Linked DNA regions of Mus musculus: all the other regions are linked to region 1. A link is a contact called in public Hi-C, HiChIP or PLAC-seq and promoter capture Hi-C data. All regions are on one chromosome and are shown on one strand. The core of a region is the stretch at or near the end of the contact, and the rest is flanking DNA. Distances in the headings are between cores, read along the strand shown.

Region 1 (3,398 bases), core at 293-2,792:
ACGTGGATAATTTTACATATAGAAGGATCAAATTCCACATGTGAAATTAGCAGACTTTAAAAAGAACACGTTTTTTTAAAACCACAGAAGGAATTCCTTCTAAAAAAGACAGCAAAATGTTTGGAACGCCTTCTGAAAATGCTTCCCATGTTCTCAAATTAAAAATACATCCAAAGAAATGTTCATCGTAAGCTGAGAATCAGCCCCATTGAGACTCGACAGCTGTGCTAAGTTCTAGGGCTTGATGAAAATCCTTTTGTGCTATTTGAAGCCATCACATCCCACCGGAAAATGCATGCATGGAAAATGTCCCAATCTGAGAAAACATGTCAAGTCTCATCTTATGAAAAGATTAAGGCACTTAGATGCATTTACTACTTGAATGCTGCTTTAATTTGGTTGACACAAACCATGGGTTTAAAATTGTAAGTTTATTTTCTCCCGTTGGCTCACACTAACAAAAATGCATTTAATGAACCACAATCTCAATTTTAACACAGAATTGTTAGAAGCAATGTTTACTACAAGTCTGAACCCCTGGTTTTTGTCAGTGGCATGCTAAATTGTAGAGAAAGGAGCTTTCTATCTAGACAGCCACATTTCCTCTCAGAAAGCATGCAGCAGTTTCAGCGAACATTTTAACCACTTAAACTTATAAATAGATATTACCTCACTGAAGTCTCCATTCTTCATAACAATATATCCCCCCAAAGGTAAGATATTAGCAGACTCAGAATTAAGTTTTCAGTGGAAGCAGCAGAAAATCACACTGTCGTTTTCAATTCACAGAGGCTTTTTAGTTCTATTTTTGAATGTATGAAGAGAAAGCCAAGAACCTTACCCTTTCTACCCAGATATCCTGTAGTGAACTGCAGGCTTTTACAGCTAGAAGAGGAAGTAACGTAGTTTATTCAGCAAAACAGGAAAAAAAAACAAAATCGTTTACCTCTAATGGGAGGTAGAACTGTCTGTCAGCATCACTCAGTTGTTTGGGAAAGCCTTTGCCTCAGAGGATATTGTGGGCAAAGTAAATTCAAATTTTGGCTTTGATAAATTCAGAGTTTCCATGATTTGTACACTTCTTCAATCAGGAACAGAGTATCTGACTTTAATTTGCCACGTATTACAGTCGTTGTCTCAGTCTATTCTGAACATTTAAATTGTGGGCTATGCAAAAAGCCAGTTTAACTGTTAGAATTTTATTTACCATTGAAAAATCAATTCTTATGTTTATAAAATCCTAATTGCGTTTTTACAGAAAGCAGTAAGTATCAATTTTATATTGATTCCCCATTTTTTCCCATCATATTTAATTCCTTACCATGGCTTCTTTCTGCTGCAATCTTCCGGCATCTACTTCTTAGAGAAATCCATTCCCAGGACTCAGAAGGCTACTATCTAGCTAACTACACCACAGTTTCCTAAACTTATAAAAGATACTGTGCTTCTAGATATCATTACATCCCATGACTACAATGGCTAATGTTTCCATCTAAAGACATAAACGGTCATGTGCCTTTGCTATGGTACTTCGAAAGAGAATGTGTCAAGAATGCACTGAGCTTCCTGCTATGCACACGCCCAACTTATTCTATCATCATCTTTCTTCTTCCTTTTTTCCCCCCCTTTCTATGAGCATGCAGGCATATGTCTGAGTCACATATGATTTTCAGGCTGGCTATATGAGGTCAATATTTCCAAATTAGCTACATTTTGCCATATTGTCTGTTTTAGGAATTAAGCAATGGTAATAATAAAAACTTCTTTGGGAGTTAGGACAAATCTTATTGGTCACCCAAATGGAAGAATTTGAAATCACCAAAAAGGTGGTGATTAGTAAGGTCACATAAAAGAGATGACCTAATGTGTGATTTGTGGTCTTCTTTGAGGTTAAGAATTGTGTCTTCATATACTTAAACAATAGTAACACATTAAGTTCTTAAAATTATATTGTAAAGATATTATTAGGGTAGCTTTAAGCATATCTGGAGAAGAAGTGAAATGCCTGAAAAGCATTACAGTTTCTCAGAATGGATTGGTAAGGATCTCAAATACAACCTTTTAGGATTTTGTAATCTTATAGCCCCACTAAAATGGTTAGGTAGTAGTCACTTGCAGACTTTCATTTAAAAACATGAAGTAAAACAAAAGCAAAGCTTTGGAACTGAAAGTTCCTCCTTAGTGACCTTTGTTTTACTCTTTTAAAGTTTCAGTAACTAAGACACTATGAGGATCCCTGGAAATGTATTTTATTCTGTACCTTTCCCTTTTCATATAGCAGTTTCTATTTTCTTATATTATATCAGGAAAAGCAAATGAGGATGATGTTGCTATGAGGCATGAAGCCTCAAAAGGAAAAAAGAAGTAATTACCCTAAAAAGTAAAGCAAGCAAAGCCAGAATTAGTACCTGGATATCTTAGATTCTTTCCTATTGCTGTGATAAAATACCCACAAAAGCAACTTATGGGAGAAAGTTTTTGATCGGTTTTGTTTTGTCCTCACTCATAGTTTAATGTGCAATGCTCTAAGGCAAGGGAACCAAAGGGGCATAAGTTAGAAGTGACTGGTTATATTATATCCAAAATCAGCAATGGATGTGTGCCTTCCTCTGCACCTTTTCACCGTAATAAGCAAATTAGACTATTATCCTTTCATTCAAATGCACTCAGGGACTCAGAAGATAGGTAGCATGAGGCTAGATTTCTGACCAAATTACCACTCAAATTACCAGTACTTGAGAGATAAGAGTCCTTGTTCCCTGCCCCCCTTGAAACCTGATGAACCAGGCGACTGCTGGCTACATCTCTTAACAGGTTTTTTTTTTTTTCTTTCAAACTCCAATTGGAGGGACTCATTAGAGATTCTACCTCATACCAGTTAGAATAGCTAAGATTAAAACTCAGATGACAGCAGATGCTGGCGAGGATGTGGAGAAAGAGGAACACTCCTCCATTGTTGGTGGGATTGCAAGCTGGTATAACCACTCTGGAAATCACTCTGGCAGTTCCTCAGAAAATTGGACATAGTACTACCTGAAGACCCAGCTATACCACTCCTAGGCATATACCCAGAAGATGCTCCAATATGTAATAAGGACACGTGCTCCACTACATTCATAGCAGCCTTATTTATAATTTCCAGAACTAGAAAGGACCAACATGTCCCTCAACAGAGGAATGGATACAAAAAAAATGTGGTACATTTACACAATGGAGTACTACTCAACTATTAAAAACAATGAGTTCATGAAATTTTCAGGCAAATGGATGGAACTTGAAAATGCCATCCTGAGGGAAGTAACCCAGTCACAAAAGAACACACATGGTATGGTTTCACTGATAAGTTGATATTAGCCCCAAAGCTCAGAATACCCAAGATACAATTCACAGACCACATG
Region 2 (3,398 bases), core at 472-2,971, 250 kb after region 1:
TTTTAGTTTATTTTTTGGTTTTTTGAGACAGGGTTTCTCTGTGTAGCCCTGGCTGTCCTGGAAGTCACTCTGTAGACCAGGCTGGCCTCGAACTCAGAAATCTGCCTGCCTCTGCCTCCCAAGTGCTGGGATCAAAGGCGTGCGGCATCACTGCCTGGCTTTAAGCTATGTTTTTAAAAGACACATTTATCTGGGCATGGATATGAATATGCCTTTAATTCCCAACACTTGGGAGGGAGAGGCAGGCATATCACTGTGAGTTTGAGGCCAACTTGGTCTATATAGTTCTAAGATAGCTAGGACTCCATAGAGAAACCCTTTCTCAATCAAAACAAAACAAAATAGAAAAGAATCTTTTAAATGAATGGGGTGAATCTTATCACTCAAGGAGAACAGATAGAATAGAATGAGGCAGGAAACTGAAAGCAGTTTTCTGAGAGATTGCCATGAAAGAGGAAGGCAGGATAATAGGAGCAGTAGAAAGGAGTCAGATCTAAAGAAATATCCCTGATTCAACCTGAAGGATCCAATTTGCTTCTACACTGAAAACACATTGATGCAATAATAATGTATTTTCATAACCATAAATCCACAAAAGCAAAGAGAACAAGAGAAGTGACCACTGAGTTTGAAATACTGGAGAGCAGGGATCTTCTTGGTGACTAATGTCACAGCTGCAAGCACTGAGCATGATTGTTTATGGAAAACAAAGCTAGATGGGGGGAAATGTAAGGGGATTACTGATTTTTATGACTCTGTGGAAAGCCTAATCAAAATCAGGAAGCCAACTGCTGAAATAGGTTGAGAAGTAAGTTGATGGTAAATTATTATCAATGTCTTACACTAATCATTGCTTCAATAAATCCGGATACAAAAAGAAATGGGGCAAATAAAGATTTGGGTGTAAAGAGAAGAAATAAAAAAATGGTGTTTGTTCCAAAATCTTTGATACTGTAACAAATTTCTTATCTGTGAGAACACACAGATACAATACAGGGGAGGAAATGGTAAAAGATGAATGGTTATCAGGACATTAGCTGAGAAGATGGGAGAGGGCTGTCACCTTATGGAAGTTTTAAAAGAACTAGAAATGTAGGTCATCTGCTTAAAGTGAAGAAGCCAAAAGTGGGGCTCTGAGAAAAGAAATGAAGGTTTGGAACAGCTGCTGTGGGAAACACTAGCAGGAGCCAGATATGGATGAGAAAAGGATTAAGGATAAGAGTTGAGGGTCCAGCTGAGGTTGAAAAGCATGTATTTGTAGTGGAGCCAATGAGCATGGATATGCAATTTTCCCCAGATAGGTCTTCAGCAGCCTGGGAACAAGAACAGGCAAAGTGGACCACAAAACTGAGCCAGGACTGGGCAGGGATTGCCAAAGCTGTGATATGGAAGGTGAAGGAGTCAAAAGAATGGAAAATGCTTATGAGTGTCATTGAAATGGAGTCCAGAATAGGGAGGAAGGGAGAAGACAGGATGTGGCTGCTGGCCTAAGAGATTAAGTAAGGAAGAAAGGAATGGAGCTCCAAAGAAAAACAATTTGATTGATCACAAGGCCATTTCTTGGTGTTTCGGATATAAAATTCAGGTGACTATTGCCTCTGCAACCAAACCCTGAACATTTTTGGCTACATACCTGCCAGTTTTCCACACAAGTACAGCGTTCATAAGGCTTAAATGACTGGTTTCTACTCTGAGTTAGTTCCCTGCAGTGCTCTTTAGTCCAGTTTTGCCATTGTTTTTAAGGTATTTCTTGCAACTAATCTTGGCCAATTCAGCCTGGGTGGGGGAAGGGGCTGAGGCACAATGAGGGGAAGTATGTATTTAATAATTTCCTTTTGTGTATGGCTCTGGGTCTGGCTCTGCCTCAAAGACCCTTTACTCTAAGGAACACAAAGAACATTTGGAAGCTATCAAGTTGCTGAGGGTCCCAAAGTGCAGCCTGCCCTGAAAAGAAATCTCAGTTAATCTCCTTTCCAGCCCTCCTCTAGAGGGCAGCTGCTTCCCTCCTCAGTTTGGAAGCCCACAGCTTCTTGTCCACATAGCTGTTCACCATGTGTAGGCTGTGATTTTACAACAGTAGAGAGGGGCCGGTAGGGTAGAAATATTTATTCACGGAACAGAGAACACAGAAAACTTAAGGTCTGCCAATCTCCAACCCATAGAGGCTCCCTTCAGACCTCTGAATCATATCAGCAAAGAGAATCTTGTATTGATACCCACAAACATTTGCATTCATAATAATTGCTCTGTCTTCCATAAAGAACATATACAATGTCTTTGATCCCCTAGTTATGAATAAATTTCCCATACCTACTGATTCTAGTTCCTTGTTATTAAGTGGTTTAAAATTATAAATGTTTCTGTTGGCGTGGGAGTGTTTCCAATGATTTTAAGTTTCCTAACTTTAGTTTATGGCAGCATAAAGTATAATAGCTACATCTTCTGTTTTCAGGGACAAAACCTTATACTACAGAAGCTGGAGTGTAATTATGGTTTGTCACATTTGTCCTGATCTTCTTCACTGTTGGAAAACAAGAATTTACCAGGACTCTGTTAACAAGAACTTACCAGGACTCAGCAAACAATGGACTTCTTAAACAAGAATTTGTCAGGACTTCTCAAACAGATTATCTGTGCTAATGTTTCTTATTTATTAAATGGTGACCCTCCTCTCTTATACACATATATTGATATTCTATCATTTCTCATTATAAAACTCTGCTCTGATTTTATGCTCCAAAGCATAAATGTTCTGAATGTCTCTCTCTCCATTTTAGCCCCAAATTTTGTAATTTGATCATATTTATCTAATTAAAAAGTAAGACCAAGACAAGGATTTCAAAGGGAACAAACATTAGAGTTCTGTGAAACAGCTGTTCAAGAAAGAAGCACTTTGACTACGACTCTTGCACTTTTTGCTGGGGGGATACAAAGAGCTAATTTTGATATTAATATGTGAGTTTTTTAAAAAGAGAAATGTGTTGAGGGAAATATTTTAAGAGACCATAGCTATCATAGAATATAGGTTGTCTGAGCATTTTAAAGAATCTATGACTAAAATGTCAGAAGCATGACTGTAAGTTTACATAAAAGAGGTACTATGTCCAGTTTTACCCATTTACACCAAACCATAGCAATCTTATTTAAGACGAAGACCTTTGACTCTCTTGGTGGTAAAATTAAACTTCCTAAAATAAATGCTCTTTGAAGACTTATTAAAATATCCCATGGAACAAGATATGAAGAGTATGCAAGAAGAAAACTGCTGCTTAGTAACTAGTTTGTTTACTAATTCAAACCTATATACATCTTTCCATTTTGCTCTCTCTTTATAAAAGAAATTATATAAAATAAGTTTCTGTGAGCATGAATATGTGCTGCACATTCTGCTTTAAGTT
Region 3 (3,398 bases), core at 603-3,102, 250 kb before region 1:
CAATTCAGAGGAGGAAAAATGGTGCCTAAGGAGATCAGGTAGTTTACCTAATGCTACATACCAAGCAAGTGACCAAACGTTCTCTTTGGTAGTTATCAGAGTTTGGGTCTCTTCTTTGAACAAATGGAAAAAAAAATTCCTGCTCCTCCTGCCTTACCGCATTTCAGGACAGAAAATAGCATCTTGTTATCTGATCAGCTGCTTGCATTTAGTAGGTAAGTGTGTGGAAATAGGTATGCATTCAGTGATGCAGGTGGTGTGGGTCAGTGTAGTACAGATCCTAACTAAGTGGTCATAAAGGTGAATCCCAACAGAGGGCAACTGAAAAGAGAAACATACCGGGAAAACTGAGGTTTTCTATGCCAAAACTAAGGATTGCCTGACAAATGTTGAATTATGATAGTCAGACTTAGGTAAAAAGTGAAAGAGCAAAAGATGCCAGTATTTCTAAGTAAACTCTGACATCCTGCTTCTAAGGTCCTGACCCTGTGCAAGGCACAAGCTCCTTACTGTTCCTCTCCATCCACCTTCCCATCTGTGACCTATCAGAGAATATGAACTCTGTCTTTGCAAAGCCCCCACAGTCAAGACAGGAGAGGGCTTTAGAGGCAAAACAATCTCCATGGGAAAAACTCCAAGTTAGAATTTCTTGGACAGAAGGGAAGCAACTCAGCATATTCAAGTCTGTTCAGTTAAGTTGATGAGTAGGTGGGGAATTCTCTAGTAAAACGGTGTTTTGTTTTGTTTTGTTGGGGCTTTGTTTTGTATTGCTCCCTTCATACAACAGACCTCTATTCTGTTTTATGTAGCAAGACTATTTATAAACTCTCTACCACCAACTCTAAATCACCAGCCACCACAGCTTGAATTTCATTAGTTAGGCTCTTTATGTCACCAGTTTAAGAGAGCTGACTGAAGAAACACTTTAACTCTACTAGACGGATATCCATGTAAATCTTCACAATGCTTTGTAAGCCAGTCCGTCAGATAGTTTTCCTATGAGAGCCACACCAGCATCTGGTTATATTGTGTATGCCCTACATCCCTGAACACATAGGTACACACACCCCTGCTTCCCCCTACCCACCCCCCGCTGGTTACACAGCTGGTGGCTGAAGAGAAACAGGCTCTGGGCTGAGACCTTACTCTGGCTATCCCGATCAGGGAGAAAGAAATCTGGGTTATTTCACTGATTCATTAGGAAAGAGCTTTCTACCCTCCCTTCTCTGGATCTTATCATGTCCTGTCTGCAAAATGAGGAGTTAGGGAGACAAAAGCCCCGTCTTCCTCATCTAACATTGCTTTAAGTTGGAAAAATAAAATTATAAAAGAAAACAAAAAGCATGAAAGGAAAAACAATGTTGGACTATGAAACAAGCAACTACAAACTGACTTCTGGGTGTTCTTTAAACGGAAGATAGTCTAAAGGTGTAGAACAGTCAGGGAACTGTGCTTTCTGGCCTGGGTGGGTTGCAGAACTCAGAAACCTTGGGTTGGCTCCAAGTTACAGTCCCTGGCCCCGCGGGGGGCCAGGCCCAAGTTTGGGAAAACAGAGTCAGGGGCTATTGTGGTCCAGACAGAAGCAGAAAGACACGACAGGCAAGCTTCCTTCCTGCCTTGCTCTTATCTGAGGGTGCAGAAGGCAGTAGGAGCATGCCTGGGGTGCAGGTGAGGCATGTCTACCCTAAGCCGGCCATCAGCTCCAGTTCCCCTCTCTTTCCAACTAAGCAGCTACCCACCCCCACTCGGTTGCACTGCAGAGCTCGGGCCCCCTCCCGCTCCTCCCTCAGCACCTCCCTGGCCCCGCCCACCCTCTCCCACCCAGCCTGGGACTGCGTCATAAGTAAGCCCAGACCTGAGCTCGCTGCTGCCTGTGGAAGACTGGGAGAGGAGACACTAAGTGCTGCTCAAGCAAGCGCGATCCTCTCCTCTTTCAACCTGCAGCCCAAGATACTGATTCGAGCCGCGCCTTACCGCGCAGCCCGAAGATTCACCATGGTGAAGATCGCCTTCAACACCCCTACGGCGGTGCAAAAGGAGGAGGCGCGGCAAGATGTAGAGGCGCTCGTCAGTCGCACTGTCCGAGCTCAAATCCTGACTGGCAAGGTAGTTCCCACTGGGCCCACCTCTGTCTTCTGGGGTTTGGGGATGGAGAGAAAAGGGGGAATATGCAGGTGCAGAGAGTAAACTGTTGGCTGCCCTGCAGCGGAGTTCCAGGCAGGCCAATCTGCATTGAGTTGAGTGGGTCACCTTTTACTCTGCTTCAACTTATTCCCTCTGCATCCATGCGATTCTATCGCTTAACACCACCTACCCCAGGGAAGTTGTTGGAAGGAGTTTGAAGAAATTCCTGCATGTCATTTGTTCTGAGAAATGGGTTATGGAATTATCCAGAGAAGCAATTATAGCTACAGGGGCCGAGCAGCCACACGGAGTGAACAAGGGCAAGAGACTTAACTGTTCTTTATTTTTGACATGGGTAAAGTTATATGAATCTCTGTCTTTGTAGGACTGCTTTTGTGGCGGTTGAATGGAGGCAAGGGGCAGCCTGAACTCCAAACTGTATGTTCTGGGGAAAGTGTGTTTCTGCACGCGCATGAGCGCGCGCGCGCGCGCGTGTGTGTCTGTGCACGCGCGCGCGCACACCACCCCCCCACACACACAATTTTAGTTAGTGTTAAGGGTTAGATAATGGAGCTATTAAAACATATATTGGTTTTAATTCTTGATAAATCACGTTTAAAAATAAAATTTGAGATCTTATTGTTTTGGTTGTTATTATTTTTTACTTTTTATTATTTTTTTAGCAATATCCCTCATATAGCCATGTGAAGCATATCCATGTTGCTATTTAAACAATTCATTTTCCAGGCACTGGAGAAGTTCTCTCTTCCTAGGTTGTTCATCTAGACAAATTTATATTTCCTTTTAATGCCAACCATGTTTGTAGTGTCGATAAACTCTTTTTCCTCAGTTAAATCTTAGTTTGAAAAAGTGATAATATTTTCTTCTACTTCTGTGGAATCTGCAGTACTGGAGCTCGATCTGCCTTAACTTGTCCTGGTGTCTTTAGAGAGTTTTCTCTTCTAGGTTCAGACTGGATATTTGAAAAGTGCTTTGAGTGACATCTGAATGCATATAGTAAAACATAATTATGCATACAATTTGGAATGCCAATGTGCGCTGCCGCAGAACTTTCATCATGGAAACTTCCGATATTTAACTGCAATCAAACTAGCTTTTGTGTATCACACATTTTAGAACTCAAAAGTAACACCCCCCTTGCATTGTTGAGGTTTTAATTAAATGACACAAGGTCAAAAATATGTAGTTGTCTTCCTACTAACTTTGTAAATGAAACACGGCCAGATTTGAGGGGAGGTCTAAGGAGATGCCAG
Region 4 (3,398 bases), core at 530-3,029, 210 kb after region 1:
AGTGTGTTTTCTGTTAGTATCATGTAAAACCTGGTACTGGGTATTTTCTCAGACAAGAGGATTATTTAGTTCACAGTTTGGGAGACAGAAAGTCCAAAGAACACAGAGGTTCTGATAAGGATCCCCTTTGTTATCACTTGCGGCAGTTAGCATAATGGTGGAAAGTCATGCAAAAGTTAGCAATTACCTGATAATTTAGAAAGCCAGATGAAAGTGGGGTAGAGTGAGGAGCAGGCCTGTTCAATTAATAACAAACCTTACATGATAGGTGACTCAGAAGAGCTAGCTTAATATTTCTAATCTCTCTCTCTCTCTCTCTCTCTCTCTCTCTCTCTCTCTCTCGGCACAACTCTAACTGGCCTCCGATTAGTCTTCATCTTCTAAGAGTCTACCATTTCAACACTGCCACTCTGAAGATCAGACTTCAACCAGATAGACTCTTGGGGCATAAAGTATAGCAAGGGTTACTCTATTCTATTGTTGATTTCCACTTTGACAGTGCATACAACATTTCATATAATATTTTGGCTTTCTAGAAAGGAACAAAAAGTTTCCTACTTATAGTATAGGAAATCAATCCTCACACCTTGTTTTCCTAAAAAAAAAAAAAAGTATTTCTTACAATCATTTATGGCTGATATAGCATTTCTACTTACAACAAACTCTTTCAAATATTGTTGACAATCCATTAAAAATTACTTCTCAAAGACATATTGTACACATACTTCTCATACACATAGTCTACATAATTATAAATTATGATGTGTAAGTCTAGGAATACAATGTATATTAAACACTCACATATGCACACATACGTGGGCAGCAATTTTCATGATGACTGTCAAAAACATGCTTGAACACTACATAATTTGGAGCACAGAAAGCCTTAAATTTGATTGTTAAATTGGGGTTTGAACTTTTTTAAAGTCAACAAAAACAAGTATGTTAACCAATTCTGATGCTTTTGTACTCTATAATTTCATTTTAAGAAGTATTAATTTAATTTCTTTATAATTTACCATCTGGTAATTCAGTGAAGATGGCTATTTTTTTATTAGCCTTAATTGCTGAGCCCTGTTCTTCAACTCAGTCAAAGAGTTTTGTAGTCATGCTTTTTAACCACTCACTGTAGCTCAACCCCAGCTTGCAGCTTAGCAGACACATGCCATTTGTCACAGAGGTCTGGGAAAGGCAGAGTAAGCAGTTCATAGAAATCCATCTCAGTTTGAGAACAGCTAATCCCCAGGCATGCTCGGCTTTAGGGGGAGGTGTGTCAGGCACTCCCCATAACAAAACTTAAACATGAAGCCAGAAATGGCCCAGAACAAACTGAACCTGTGCAAAATATACCTGCAAGTGTTTTGGCTCAACAAGAACTAGCGAATTATCAGTGGTGCCAAAAGTCTTCATGACAAATCAGATAACACTACTGATCTCTGAATCTTCATGTTTCTCTTCTTGAAACTAATCTGGATACAAACTGGAAGACTGGTCAGAAAAATAGGTCGTTTCCAGTTAGTACTAAAGAGATAAGCACCTTTAGTCAAGAGACAGCTGGAGAGAGAAGAGAGGACTCCAAGAACATGTTCATCTGATTAACCAAAAAACAATTTGTGTGTCCTTCAAGCTCTGGCCAGCTCACAATTCACGTTTGTTCGAAAACAGGCAGCTATACATTTTCCATATAAATTCCAATGAGGCACTGTTCATTTGCATCCCCTCCCTCACTACAAGCCATGCCAGTTCCTCTGAGGTTAGCTGACCAGCAGCTGCGAAGAGACCTTTTCTCCATGAATGTATAATTGGTCATTGATGAATGAACAGGCACTCACTCAGTCTACCTGACCTAGGGGGAAAAAATCCCTGACCATCATTCCAGATGTCCATGTTGGTCAACACAATCTCCATATAATTTATAAGGTATTAAATATCAAAAATAATGGATCTTTTCAGTTAGCATCTTGGCAGATGATGATAGCAGTGCATTTTATTTGAGAAGCCAGCACAGACTTCTCACAGTATAACTGCAAACAGAAAACTGTGAGCATTGGCCCCAGATCCTCCTAGAAAAAGGCTGCCATTATACTCCATTACAGTTGAGGCTATGTATGTGCCTCCTGGATGGCATCCAATTACATGGCACTTTCCCCTCCCTTCTTGCTTGCTTTTACTTTTTTCCCCTTCCTTTTTAGTAAAAACATGTTCTCTGAATGGCTAGACAGTGGTTTATAGTAAAGAAATAGCTTGCAAATCGACTAGAGGAATGTGTGCTAAAAGGAACGAGAGCTTTTCAGAATTACCAGTAACAAGATCCTTCTTTGTAGTCAACTTTATGTGCTATGTGACATGCCATATGGACTGAAGGTTCCAGTCTAATATATAACTCCAAGTGTCAGCAAGTGCCAGGGAGGACAAATTAAATGCAGGGAAACTTCGAAAGGAAAGGTGGAGTTATTTGCTTGGGATCTGAATACAGCTTAAGAGTTTTAAATACACTCAAAACCTGCCCTTCTTTGAGCTCTTCCTTTAACTTTTCATTTGAGAACTGCTGTATTCTGTAGAAAAATACCAAGAAAGATAGATTAGTGAATACAATTTATCTAGGAGCTACAGTTGTCAACTGGAATGTAAAGCAGATACTATTCTCTTCAACATTCATGTTCTTAGGCATAAAGGAGTTGGAAATGATGTTGCAGTCAGAAGAAGAAAAAAAAATAAGAGTCAAGGAATAAATTGAAAGGCAGTAGAGTGTGCATCAAGGCTTCTAACATCACAGTGACCTGACTTCTAGAATTTCTGATTTTATTCCTCTCAAAAGTATGACTTAACCATTGCTTGTATTGGATAATGTACAAAAACCGAAAAACTTGGTTTCCCTCATGGAGCTGACAGTTTATTAGCGAAGTTGCTTAGACAACCAAAGAAAAAGAATCAGAGATGAAAGAAAAGGTATCATGGAGCACTAAGAAGAAAATGAAAATAGTGTTACATTTTACTCAGGGTGTCTGCTATATATTGGGTGACCAAGCAAGCATATCTGAAAAGGTGGCATTTGAACCTGAATGATGAGAGGTAGCCACAAGTAGACCTGGTAGGAAAGTATTCCATACAAAGGGAACAGAAAATACAACAGGACTAAACCAAGAATGAACTTCATTCTAATGACCATCAAGACAATTAGTGAATGTGGGCTTTGAGGTGAAGGCAGTAGCGTAGCAACATACACATTGGACCAAGGGGAAAATTCCAGATCGTTGGGTTCTTCTTTTAATTATGGAGTATACTTCATACCAGTACTAGTTTACAAACTGTAAGACTTTCAGCACATTTCTTAAGTCCAAGTGTCTTCTATTCCTTTACTTCTATAGAGAATAAAAGTACCAACTTCACATAGCTCT
Region 5 (3,398 bases), core at 449-2,948, 180 kb before region 1:
ATAAAATGCCATTAACAGACTAAAATAGACTTTAGAAATAAGAAACACCTTTGTCATTTCATAGTTATATTTTGTGATCAAATACCGCACATAAAATAAAAGTTAATAATAATTGTAGTAAACAATGAAGCTGACCCTTAAACAATGGCAGCTTACCCTAACTACTTTGTACATTACAATTGTAATAAAAATAGAAAAAATTTCTAGCAGAATTAATTGCCTGTCTCTAGGTTTTCATTTTATCTGTAACTTTACTGTATTTCCTTGGTAAGTATTGAAATGAAAATGTAAACATGCTTAGTTCACACATTTCCAATTTCCTTGAGTGTAATTTTTGAAGAAAAAAATTGATGAAAAGTGATAAGATTTTTCTTGTCCAGAGTTACCTTTAAGAAGGGACATGACAATTTGTAGAGGCTCCACCAGCTGAGGAAAAATTCACTGGGCAAAACATACTAAGAAATAAACAAGAAATTATAGAAATTGGAAAGGAAACCTGAAAAAGTGGAAATGATGTCAATACAATATGCAAGTGTAAGATTATAAAAGTAAAAATATACTTTATTCTGGCAACAGCAAACTGTACACTAGCAGTCAAAACTTGGTTTTAGCCCTTTGTAGGATACAGGATTGTTTCTCTGTGGCAGGGCATAATAACTAAGACGAAACCAGGAAAACGTGGTTGAAGTAGTGCTATCCAAAAAAGATTCTGAACATCACTTTTCTCTTTTTGAAGAAGTACATTCCAATGTATGCTCCAGACCATGCATTGTTTTAACAGTTAATGACTAAAGCCAAAGGAATAGTCTGCTGCTGAATAGTTTGTTATAAAGTTTTCATTGCGTCAGTAAATAATGATGGCTTTTAAACACGCCTATTTACACTAACTTTAAATATAAAAGATCTCCAATATCTTACATCCAACTTACCTATCCACAGACAAAAGACAGTATCAAAAACCCAAACAATCAAACAAACAAAAAACCAAAACAACAAAAGGTTCCACCAGATGTAGTAGAGGAAAACAAAACCTCAAGATAGATTAGTACTCAACTTTTTCCTCCTGTACTCATACTCAGAGTCATTATTAATTGTAGTGGCTAAAAGCCCCAACCTTGGTAGATTGTCTGGGGTCAAAAATTGATTTTCATTTTTTTCCCAGTTGTGACTTCTGTCAAGTTGTACAATGTTTATGCCTCTATTTTTTTTATCTGTAAAATGTAATGATAGACCCTCCCCCCCCCAACTCATAAGTTTGATGATTGTACGCCTTTCACACACAGAATTTTTCATCATGAAATCAGGTTTCACCTGTGTCTGGGATAATTTTTATTTGATTACATTGAATTTAAAGAAATCCTTCCACACTTGTGCATTTGTTTATTCAGGGAGGTGTGCGTAACCCATTATATTTTCTATTCTGGGTATGTACAAATACTTTAGAGAGTGAAAAAGGAGGTCGATGAGAAGAGAAGAGAAGAGAAGAGAAGAGAAGAGAGGAGAGGAGAGGAGAGGAGAGGAGAGGAGAGGAGAGGAGAGGAGAGGAGAGGAGAGGAGAGGAGAGGAGAGGAGAGGAGAGGAAGTCTCATGACTTAAGTTTTCATTGATTTTTTTTTAGACTTCTTCAGTGTATTCACAGACTCCCACACAATATCTACCACCTTCCCCTGTGGGTCCCCAGAGACCCAAAGCCAGAGCATAAAAGCAAGCGCTTTCATTTTGCACTTGTGGAACAGTCAAGCACCACCCCCACCCAACAGCCCAAGACATAAAACAGTTGCTCCTCCTTTCTTCTTTCTTTTTCCATTTTTGCCTTGCTTCCTGTAGATCACTGTGTGTGTGCGCGCGCGTGTGTGTGTGTGTGTGTGTGTGTGTGTGTGTGTGTGTGTGTTTCTTTCTTTTTATTTTTAGATTTGTAACTCCTAGGAGTCTTTCAGGTAATGTCTCATTACATTAAAAAAAATGCAAACCTAAACCCTGCTGCATACATAGAAGGCAGATAAGCCATGCCTGTTAGACACATGGTACAACACCTCACAGCTGCCGCAAGCGAGACCTGTGTTCTTGTTTGAATGTGGTTAAGCTGGGAAACTGAAGTGTGGGTGTCTTTGGAAACAGCCGCTTAAGAGATCTTGAGATGAGACATACAGAAACCAACTCACAAAAGAGTTGTTCTAGCTCTGGCTTTCTTCTTCAATGACAAATGACATGTTTTTGTGTATGTCAAGTGGTCATTCTGACTAAAAGTCAACTTTAAACTCTTCCCCCAACAGACTCATCCCCTTGATTTAATGCTTTTCCCTTAATGAAGTTGTGTGGTTCTAAGGATTCTGTGTGTTAAGCAGATTTTGCTGGCTGCAGCCTGCATCAACACACTTATCTCTAGAAAAACACCATTATCTTTGCACATAAACCTTTAAAAGTAGTCACCACATTTCTTTGGTAGTACAAGGAAACTTCTGATTTGGCCAAAACACAGGAGAGGAAAAACAATAGTCATGTAGTTAAGAACTTCTTTTTGAGTTCTGGTTTAACTAAGCACTAGCACTAACTAAGGTGTTCCCTCAGGCCACCTGCTAGGCTCAGACAGACTGCCAAGGATCTTAATTACAGCTCAGATCACTAGTAGTTGTTTGTACAAATAAGTAGTGTACTGGAAATTTTACTTAATTTCCTTTTTGTATCAATATTTTTCTTTTTATAAAATTTTTATAGCAATAGGCCATACATCTTATGTGGCCATGTGGAAATTTAATGAATTATGATATATTTGGTCCAAAGCAGGATAGTAAGGTTTAAATATTAAATACTACCACCACTGTTATCTTGTTCTTCTTCATAATCATGATCATCATCTTTATCACTATCCAGTGTAGGCAAATAACTTTTATTCTCTATTTTGGAATTATTTCTAAATTGATGAGTATGAGGTTTAAATATTTCAAAAAATTCTGATATACCAGTTTCCAGGGAACATGGTTGCCTCTAGAGTACCATAAGAAATCATGGGTGACAATAAATGCTTATAGGTGATTACAGACTTATGGAAGCTAGCAAGTAAGTGTATGCTCCTTTCATGGGCTGATGTGAACTTTAAAGCAAAATCCACATCATTTATTTCACACCTATATCAGAGTAAATGAGTGTCTGTATTACTAAAATTTCTTCACCAATTGTTTTTTATTGTTTATTTTATTGATTTACATTTCAAATGTTATTTCCCTTCCCAGTTTCCTATCCACAAACTCCCTATCCCCTCCCCTGCTTCTATGAGGGTGCTCTCCATCCACCCATCCACTCCTGTCTCACCGCCCTAGCATTCCCCTACACAGGCTTCAAGCCTTCACAGGACCAAGGGCCTCCCGTCTCATTGTCCTACAAGGACATCCTCTGCTACA
Region 6 (3,398 bases), core at 409-2,908, 160 kb after region 1:
TTTTTGCAGCTAGTGTTAAGGAAGGTACTCTAGGAAACTGATATATGAATGTATGGGTGAATACATATAAATGGGTAAATGTGAAGAACTGCTAATAAGAGAGAAAGAGAATCAGGAACCCATAATAGCCAACATTCTTCTCTCCTTCCCTCCATCCCTCTTTTTCTTCCTGTCTGCTTTCTGACAACTTTGTTTCATTAAAACTCCATGCTAGTCCCCCAGCTTCCCTTTGTGCCCCCTTATCAAGATCCTAATAAGATACTTTGTGATTTGAGCTTCCTCAATTACTCCTCAATTCATTCTTTGGTCTCCTTGTCTCATTGTTCCCTTTAACTGTTGTCTAGGCACTTTCACACCTACATATTTTCCTTACACTATTTAGTGTAATTTAATATTTTTGCTCACCATGGAAGGCAAAATCAAGCATTATCATGCTGGTAATTCAAATGAGTAAAACTGCTTTGTATGGGATGCATTAAGGCTTACAGTAAATGTACCTTCCCCTACTTAAATTATAATAAAATCAATTAATGAGGCTTTTAAAAAAGATTTATTTGTTTGTTTGTTTGTTTGTTTGTTTATTTGCGAGTACATTGTCGCTGTCTTTGAATATACCAGAAGAGGGCACCAGATTTCACTACAGATGGTTGTGAGCCACCTTGTGGTTGTTGGAAATTGAACTCAGGACCTGTGGAAGAGCAGTCAGTGCTCTTAATTGCTGAGCCATCTCTCCAGCACCATAGATGCCTTTCTTGAAGAAAGATTAAAAAAAAACTATGAAAGTGTAGTAAGTGATTCACTGCAATGGTACACACATACTCAATATGTGGCAACATTAAATTTTTGTTGAGATTTTCTATATGTTTCATTTTTTTTGAAGATAAATTACAATTGTTGAAAGTTTTTTTTTATTGCACCCACTTAAATATAATTGTCAACTAAATTCTGCATCTAGGTGGTGATGTCAGTATTTTTCTTTTTTTTAATATTTTAATTAGGTATTTTCCTTCTTTACATTTCCAATGCTATCCCAAAAGTCCCCCATACCCTCCCACCCACTCCCCTACCCACCCACTCCCACTTTTTGGCCCTGGCGTTCCCCTGTACTGGGGCATATAAAGTTTGCAAGTCCAATGGGCCTCTCTTTCCAGTGATGGCCAACTAGGCCGTCTTTTGATACATATGCAGCTAGAGTCAAGAGCTCCGGGGTACTGGTTAGTTCATAAGTATTTTTTTTTCAAGTTAAAGTTATGATTTTCTTGATTTTTAGTATGATATATAGTTTATTTAATTAGACATTAATCTATTATTTTAACTAACTTTGAATGTTTGTAAATCCTTTTATCTCTTTTATTTTTAATTTTTATCACTTTTTAATACCTGTCCCCTAATTCAGCTCATAAGATGATTTTGGTAGAAAGGAGATGTTAATGACCAAAAGGAGAAAGAGTGGCTTGCCAGACAATAATCATATTATGACTGAACCCCTCCCAACAATTTCATTGCTTATAGCTAGCTCCTTTGTCTCTAGATTCAGGAATTCAGTCTCTGCTGAATTCTTCCTGCTCAGAGGCGCCCCCCTGTAGCTGGGTCTCCAATTTGCCAGGCGCCTTTGTCATTGTAATTCTCTTTCTATTGGGTAAGAAAGTCTCCAGCATAGCAAAAATTACATATCAAATGGTAGCCCAGCCGAAAGGCAAGGCTTGTAGAGACATTTCTCCTGAGCATGCTAAGGCCTGCCCAAATACCACCCAGATTCTGGCTTGATAAAGGAAAGCACTGGGCCCACTGTGGCTTTTTTTTTTTTTCCGTTCTGTTTCTATGTTGTAAGATAACATTGGGCTAATTCGCTACTAAATAATAGTATTCTAAACTAGTTTTGGTCTTTCTAAACACCTTTTAGAGTCATCTTCTGGTTGTCTTTAGGGAAATTCCTAAGATTTTTAATTCTATTTTGCAAAAATAAGAAGATAATTGGGTTTAAATGATCTGGTCCTAAGAGGAAGTCTCCACAATTATTTTCAATAAATAAATAAATAAATAAATAGAAAAGGTATTTTAAGGAAGTTGGTAGCATAAATAATAATATTTGATTTAAGGACATTTGAATTATCAAAAATTATTATTCCTAAAGTGATGTGCTAAGTGGAATAGTAAAACTTTGGAATAGCAAGTTTGTTTAGCAGATTTCTGACTTCTAAGGGTGGCACACTGGGAAGGAGATGTAACTTCTTTTAGCTTCATTTTCCAAGGTTTAAAATCAGCCCAGTAACATCTTCATATTATGGCCCTATAAGAATGAAATGTCATCATTGTGTGGTATATTTAGAACAATATCTAATCAGTGCTCAATACATGGTAGTTACAAAGTCTTTATACATAAAACAATTCTTCAGAAACCCACTCTTTTCTATGCCAAAGATCAATACCTTTACTACAAAGTAACTCTCCTCGTACTTTCTCAATTAGTGAGAGAAGATGTAAGTTGCTTCTTTCAGAGAGTGCCTAACATCAGTTGACTGGTTGGATCTGGCAAAGACCGTGCAAGCTGTACTGTACACATCTGTGCAAGTGCTTAATTTTTTTTTCTCCTTTGTCTGTTAAAAGCTGGCCTCCCTGCTTCAGAGTGCAGCAGATGTTTCTTTATTTAAACTATATTCACTGAGAGGAAGGAAAGAGAAGCAGACACACATAAGGAGGAAAGAGGTCTGGGTCATAGCACCACATTTATTCAGGGGCCACCATGCCAGGAAAATTGTGCACAGCAATTGTAATTTGTTTTTTCCGTTTCATTTGATTTTTTTTTTCAAACAGGAATTTCTTGTTTCCTTAGATACTAATTAAATCTCAGTTACTGAGAACCATCCAATGGAGTTTCAGTGCTGTGCTATTCAGTCAAATGCTGTATTTATTTAGCTCTTTAGCAGGAAATTTAGCTTTCAATGCAATGGCTGGTTTTGTCTTTATATGTGTGTTTGTTTTGTTTGCTGTAGACTCAGAAATGCATACCATAGGAAGAATTAGGTTTAGAGCAGTCATTTACTTTTAAGGTAGAGTGTTTCTTTCAGAACCTTAACACATACCATGCTATGCACATATTTGGATTCAGAGGACTGCTACCATTTTGAATACATCCTTACTCCATGTAATGAAGTGTCAACTATCTTAACCTGAAGTCTTTGGGTCAAATTGTTCTGAGTAACAAGTTTTAACATCAAGTGTCTCAGCATAAAGTCAGAAGAAAATAGGTGAAACAAGAACAAGAACAAGAACAAGAACAACTGTGTTAAAGTGGTTATTGGGATTAAAAAGAAAAACAAAAATCCATTCTGAATTGTGTGGATTGAGCCTGGCTTTGAGTGTAAAATCTAGATAGATGTCTATGTTGAGGAAAATTT
Region 7 (3,398 bases), core at 259-2,758, 140 kb after region 1:
TCAATCAAATTGTATCCACAGTATCTATTGGAGTATGTGCTGTGGGGAATGGAGTCATGTGTTCTATGTTTGATGTTTTGCTAATATTGCCAGTGTGCTGGCAAGGGATGTGAATTTACTGTGATAGTAAGTATAGTAAGTAAACAAGGAAAATTCCAAAATTCTCTGGATGTTGTTGTTGTTGTTTTTGTTTGGTATCCATTTGTTTCTTTGTTTTTGGCACACACTGGAGTAAGTCACTGAACTTTTCTGGGTTCCACTTCTCAATACCCCAAAACATAACCAGTAAAATAAAAGCAAAATTTAAAGCCCTTATTACCTCACAAGTTCCAGTAAATTAATGTGGAAAGAGGAGAGGATTGGAGGTCACCCAGCTCCAGGTTAAGATCTTCATTCTGACCTTCTCTAGTTGACCAGCCTTGGGAAAAATCATTAATCTTAGCCTCAGCTTTCTAGTGTACAATGTGCTTTGCAGTGCGGTCATGGTATACCTTATTTCGTTGAGCTTAGGATTTTGAAGCACTCAAGTGCAAAGTTCCTTTCACTATACTTAAATTATTTCTTCATAAGTGTGTGTGTATCTTCCTTGAGTAAAACTAAGGAAGCAACAAGAGCTGAAATCCATACCCAACTGAAAACAAGAGTTATTTTCTGTGATCCCTATCTTCAATGTATATGCATGGTAAGTCTCCAGTATGAGTTCTATTACAGGCCTGGAAACAAAGTGAGTAGATTTGAAACAAAGAAAACTGCAAGTAATCCTAAACCTTTAGAGCTGAAACAAGATGGAGCTAGCATTTGTATGTGAATTCAGATGAGAGAACCAAGCCTCAGTGTACTTAAGTGATGTTCCTAAAGCTAAGTAGGTAGTAAATGGCAGATACACAATTCATATGTTTGAACTTTAATCCACATGACTTGTGCTGGGGATTACTTTCCTCCAGTTTTCCATATTTCATGGCACCCTCTCTATGGCATTTCTCACCTTGGTCATAGTACTCTCTAGAGGTGCACACGATTGTTCTGATGACCTCATTCTTCTCTGTTTGCTTCTTCCCTCTTTATTTGCTTTGCTTTGGAGAAGTCTCTGCTAAGAAACCTTGCTGCCTGGGATATCCTTACTAATGAATCCACTTTAGCGATAAAGAGTAGTTCAGTCAAGCCATTACTTATTTTTCAAAGGTAAAAAAAAAAATAAACCCTCTTCACAATGAGGAACTTTGATGACCTCAGCTAGCCACACTGACCACACCTGAAAATCACTGGTTTGTATCACACTGTCACTGATGATGCAGTTGTACCCACAGTGTGCTAGACTTCCCCTGTTAGGCAACCAAATGTATCCTCACAGTACAGAGGATGAAGGTTTCATTCCTCATTCTCGTTTAACTATTTTACATAAAAATATAAAAAAAAAAGGAGTCTCAAGCATCTGGCAGACCTATCCAAAATGCCTGGGAACGTTATGTTTTGTGTTCAAAACTAGAAACAAAACCCAGATGGCTTTCACTACAAACAGTTCTCTCATCTTCACTTCTCCAGGCCTTAATTAGGCTCATGGTTGTCAGAGGTACTACCTCCAACTGACAAAGCAGAGGCGTTTGGATAATTTCTCTGGCTGGTCTTTTGCTGACTGTTCTTGTAATGTGCTTGATGGTTGATGTTAGACAGAGAGTCACCTCTACAAGTCATGGTGACCTCTACTGATTATGATTATGCTACCTTCATCTTCTCAAAAATTCTGTTTCCTATAAGTCAGTTAAGCTCTTTTCCTGCTTTTGAGAATGAGCAGTTAAGTGCACAGACAATCATGTTGAGGCTTGCCTTGAAACTTATATTGGTGGAATGACTTGAGGGCAGACAGGGGTGGCTGTTAATATATAGACTATAGCCAGGAAACAAATTGACTCATGTGGTAAATAGCCCTTTTGACCTTGCACTCATTAACTCCATACTTTAAATTCTGACCCTCAAGAGCCAGAACTCCTTCAAAAGTAGTGAAGAAACTTCTAATCTCTAAAAAAATGCAGCAGATTATCCCTATAATTTGTATACATTTTGTCACCATGGATAACTGATACACAATTATGCCAGGCCAAGCCAGAATCTATTGCTGATCCATCTCACTAGAATCCTGGAATGCTAAATTGGAAAGGAGTTCGAAGAATTATCTTGTTCAACCCCCTCATTTTATAGTTGAGAAATTAAGGCCACAAAAAGGAAGTAGTTTGTCCAAATTATACATCTAGTTAGTGGCAGAATCAGGAAAAGGCTCATGTCCTTTAGTTTATACTTTCATATATCAACTATATTGCATTTCAGGACAATGTCCCTTTGTGTGAAGAGGACAGAGAATACTTTAGAAATATATATTATGGCCCTAGAGGAGAAAAGGTATTACAGAGAACAGTGAGGATTTTGGGGTAGACAGACTGCCTCAAGCAACCTGCGGAATTCATATTTCATTGTTCTGTAACTCATGTATAGGGAATTTCATAACACTTAGAGGACAAAAGTTCTGGGCTAACTTCAAGTTTAGGATTGTTTTATAAGAAGAGGAGAAGAGAAGGCCATTAAAAATAGAATGTCACCAATGTTATAACTTTCTCGAGAAGTGGCCAATCTGTAAGCATCATTGCATGTGGCTCTTTCTCTCAGATGCCATCAAACAATAATGGCAGTCCCAGTGAGAATTTTTAAAAACTCCATTTGCCCTGCAGTTAGAGACTGATGAATATAAATTATGTAAGACTATCTATTGTACCTTCACTCCCAATAAATTAAGACAGGTTCAAATAGTAAAAGAAATTTTATTTCATAATTATTTCCTATCTGAAATAATCTGTGTTCCCTCTTAATATAACACTAATTAGTCACCCAATGTTATCACTGTTCTCTATGGCTTGTTGTCAAGTGTTATTATAATGGAAAACCTAGAAACTGAATGGCAGAAAAGGAGAAATGTGCATAGCCCTAGTATAAGTACCCTGGAGGATAATGGTTTTGTCAATTGTGTTCAGAGCTTTGTCACCTAATTCCCCATGTGGAACATAGCAAATGTTCAATCAATACTTATTAAATAATGAATTATGAAAAGTGAATATTCTATGTAAGTCATAGTGTTAGTTAACATAATTTTTGAATGCATGCAATGCAGTTTCTCTTGAAATCATTGTAAATAGAAAAGTAGTGTCAGTAAAGAGTCAACCAAGTGATGATGAGGAAATTGTACACTTTATGAATGTATAAAATTCACGTAATGGTTGTAACCTCAATGCTTAGCACAAAACCTAGAACATAGTAGATGTTCACTAAATATTTACCAAGCATTTACTGCCTGACAAAATCTCTAGGGAGCTGGGGGGGGCAGTAAATTAGAGAATCATTTCAGACTTTGA

What was found. Promoter capture Hi-C pulls out the DNA fragments that hold promoters and counts their contacts. Hi-C and Micro-C count contacts between places; a contact is called where the count stands out from the background. HiChIP or PLAC-seq counts read pairs in DNA pulled down with a chosen protein or histone mark.
Region 2: a promoter capture Hi-C map of second pharyngeal arch cranial neural crest shows a contact between it and region 1, with 4 times the contacts expected there. The contact joins the enhancer-like site here to the promoter of P2ry10b in region 1. A contact is called at or near these places in 9 of 39 promoter capture datasets (the 3T3-L1 cell line, 3T3-L1-derived adipocytes, the C10 cell line and 5 more), 1 of 15 datasets of contacts at CTCF or cohesin (pro-B cells), 1 of 115 datasets of contacts at active chromatin or transcription factors (large pre-B cells) and 2 of 9 other capture datasets (adipose tissue and liver).
Region 3: a promoter capture Hi-C map of pre-B cells shows a contact between it and region 1. The contact joins the promoter of Itm2a here to the promoter of P2ry10b in region 1. A contact is called at or near these places in 6 of 39 promoter capture datasets (the HPC-7 cell line, HPC-7-derived erythroid cells, maxillary cranial neural crest and 3 more), 2 of 484 Hi-C or Micro-C datasets (Th1 cells and myocytes) and 4 of 115 datasets of contacts at active chromatin or transcription factors (embryonic limb bud, embryonic stem cells, large pre-B cells and 1 more).
Region 4: a promoter capture Hi-C map of frontonasal cranial neural crest shows a contact between it and region 1, with 2.1 times the contacts expected there. The contact joins the enhancer-like site here to the promoter of P2ry10b in region 1. A contact is called at or near these places in 5 of 39 promoter capture datasets (the C10 cell line, HPC-7-derived erythroid cells, frontonasal cranial neural crest and 1 more), 3 of 484 Hi-C or Micro-C datasets (the C2C12 cell line, embryonic fibroblasts and multipotent progenitors), 1 of 115 datasets of contacts at active chromatin or transcription factors (large pre-B cells) and 2 of 9 other capture datasets (adipose tissue and liver).
Region 5: a contact with region 1 is called in a Hi-C map of Th1 cells, with 3 times the contacts expected there. The contact joins the enhancer-like site here to the promoter of P2ry10b in region 1. A contact is called at or near these places in 4 of 484 Hi-C or Micro-C datasets (B cells, CD4 T cells, Th1 cells and 1 more) and 5 of 115 datasets of contacts at active chromatin or transcription factors (the 230-238 cell line, CD8 T cells, large pre-B cells and 2 more).
Region 6: a contact with region 1 is called in a Hi-C map of double positive thymocytes, with 2.6 times the contacts expected there. The contact joins the enhancer-like site here to the promoter of P2ry10b in region 1. A contact is called at or near these places in 4 of 39 promoter capture datasets (the 3T3-L1 cell line, the C10 cell line, hippocampal neurons and 1 more), 2 of 15 datasets of contacts at CTCF or cohesin (large pre-B cells and pro-B cells), 11 of 484 Hi-C or Micro-C datasets (B cells, CD4 T cells, CD8 T cells and 6 more), 4 of 115 datasets of contacts at active chromatin or transcription factors (the 230-238 cell line, acute myeloid leukemia, cardiomyocytes and 1 more) and 2 of 9 other capture datasets (adipose tissue and liver).
Region 7: an H3K27ac HiChIP or PLAC-seq map of bone marrow-derived dendritic cells shows a contact between it and region 1, with 3 times the contacts expected there. The contact joins the enhancer-like site here to the promoter of P2ry10b in region 1. A contact is called at or near these places in 6 of 39 promoter capture datasets (the 3T3-L1 cell line, the C10 cell line, embryonic stem cells and 1 more), 2 of 15 datasets of contacts at CTCF or cohesin (large pre-B cells and pro-B cells), 8 of 484 Hi-C or Micro-C datasets (embryonic fibroblasts, embryonic stem cells, muscle stem cells and 1 more), 5 of 115 datasets of contacts at active chromatin or transcription factors (the 230-238 cell line, acute myeloid leukemia, bone marrow-derived dendritic cells and 2 more) and 3 of 9 other capture datasets (adipose tissue, liver and pancreatic islet).

Annotation. Positions count from the first base shown.
Region 1 is chrX:107,147,071-107,150,468 of GRCm38.p6, reverse strand. P2ry10b (purinergic receptor P2Y, G-protein coupled 10B) reads right to left here and starts at 1,542. Exons shown (of 2, transcript NM_001122596.1): 1 at 1,322-1,542.
Region 2 is chrX:106,896,539-106,899,936 of GRCm38.p6, reverse strand. No RefSeq gene overlaps it. Among named protein-coding and RNA genes, the nearest start is that of Lpar4, 22 kb to the left of the region's middle. Within about 2 kb of position 1,721, at least 13 of the 459 cell types and tissues checked have an H3K27ac peak or open chromatin away from gene starts, as enhancers often do. A contact at or near this core is called in 3T3-L1-derived adipocytes and second pharyngeal arch cranial neural crest, where this site is marked.
Region 3 is chrX:107,401,814-107,405,211 of GRCm38.p6, reverse strand. It overlaps Itm2a (integral membrane protein 2A), which reads left to right and starts at 1,852. Exons shown (of 6, transcript NM_008409.2): 1 at 1,852-2,106. The coding sequence starts at 1,996.
Region 4 is chrX:106,937,897-106,941,294 of GRCm38.p6, reverse strand. No RefSeq gene overlaps it. Among named protein-coding and RNA genes, the nearest start is that of Lpar4, 19 kb to the right of the region's middle. Within about 2 kb of position 1,779, at least 7 of the 459 cell types and tissues checked have an H3K27ac peak or open chromatin away from gene starts, as enhancers often do.
Region 5 is chrX:107,324,566-107,327,963 of GRCm38.p6, reverse strand. No RefSeq gene overlaps it. Among named protein-coding and RNA genes, the nearest start is that of Gpr174, 70 kb to the right of the region's middle. Within about 2 kb of position 1,698, at least 63 of the 459 cell types and tissues checked have an H3K27ac peak or open chromatin away from gene starts, as enhancers often do. A contact at or near this core is called in the 230-238 cell line, B cells, CD8 T cells and 3 more, where this site is marked.
Region 6 is chrX:106,986,206-106,989,603 of GRCm38.p6, reverse strand. No RefSeq gene overlaps it. Among named protein-coding and RNA genes, the nearest start is that of Lpar4, 67 kb to the right of the region's middle. Within about 2 kb of position 1,658, at least 11 of the 459 cell types and tissues checked have an H3K27ac peak or open chromatin away from gene starts, as enhancers often do. A contact at or near this core is called in double positive thymocytes and embryonic stem cells, where this site is marked.
Region 7 is chrX:107,010,696-107,014,093 of GRCm38.p6, reverse strand. No RefSeq gene overlaps it. Among named protein-coding and RNA genes, the nearest start is that of P2ry10, 77 kb to the left of the region's middle. Within about 2 kb of position 1,508, at least 20 of the 459 cell types and tissues checked have an H3K27ac peak or open chromatin away from gene starts, as enhancers often do. A contact at or near this core is called in bone marrow-derived dendritic cells, where this site is marked.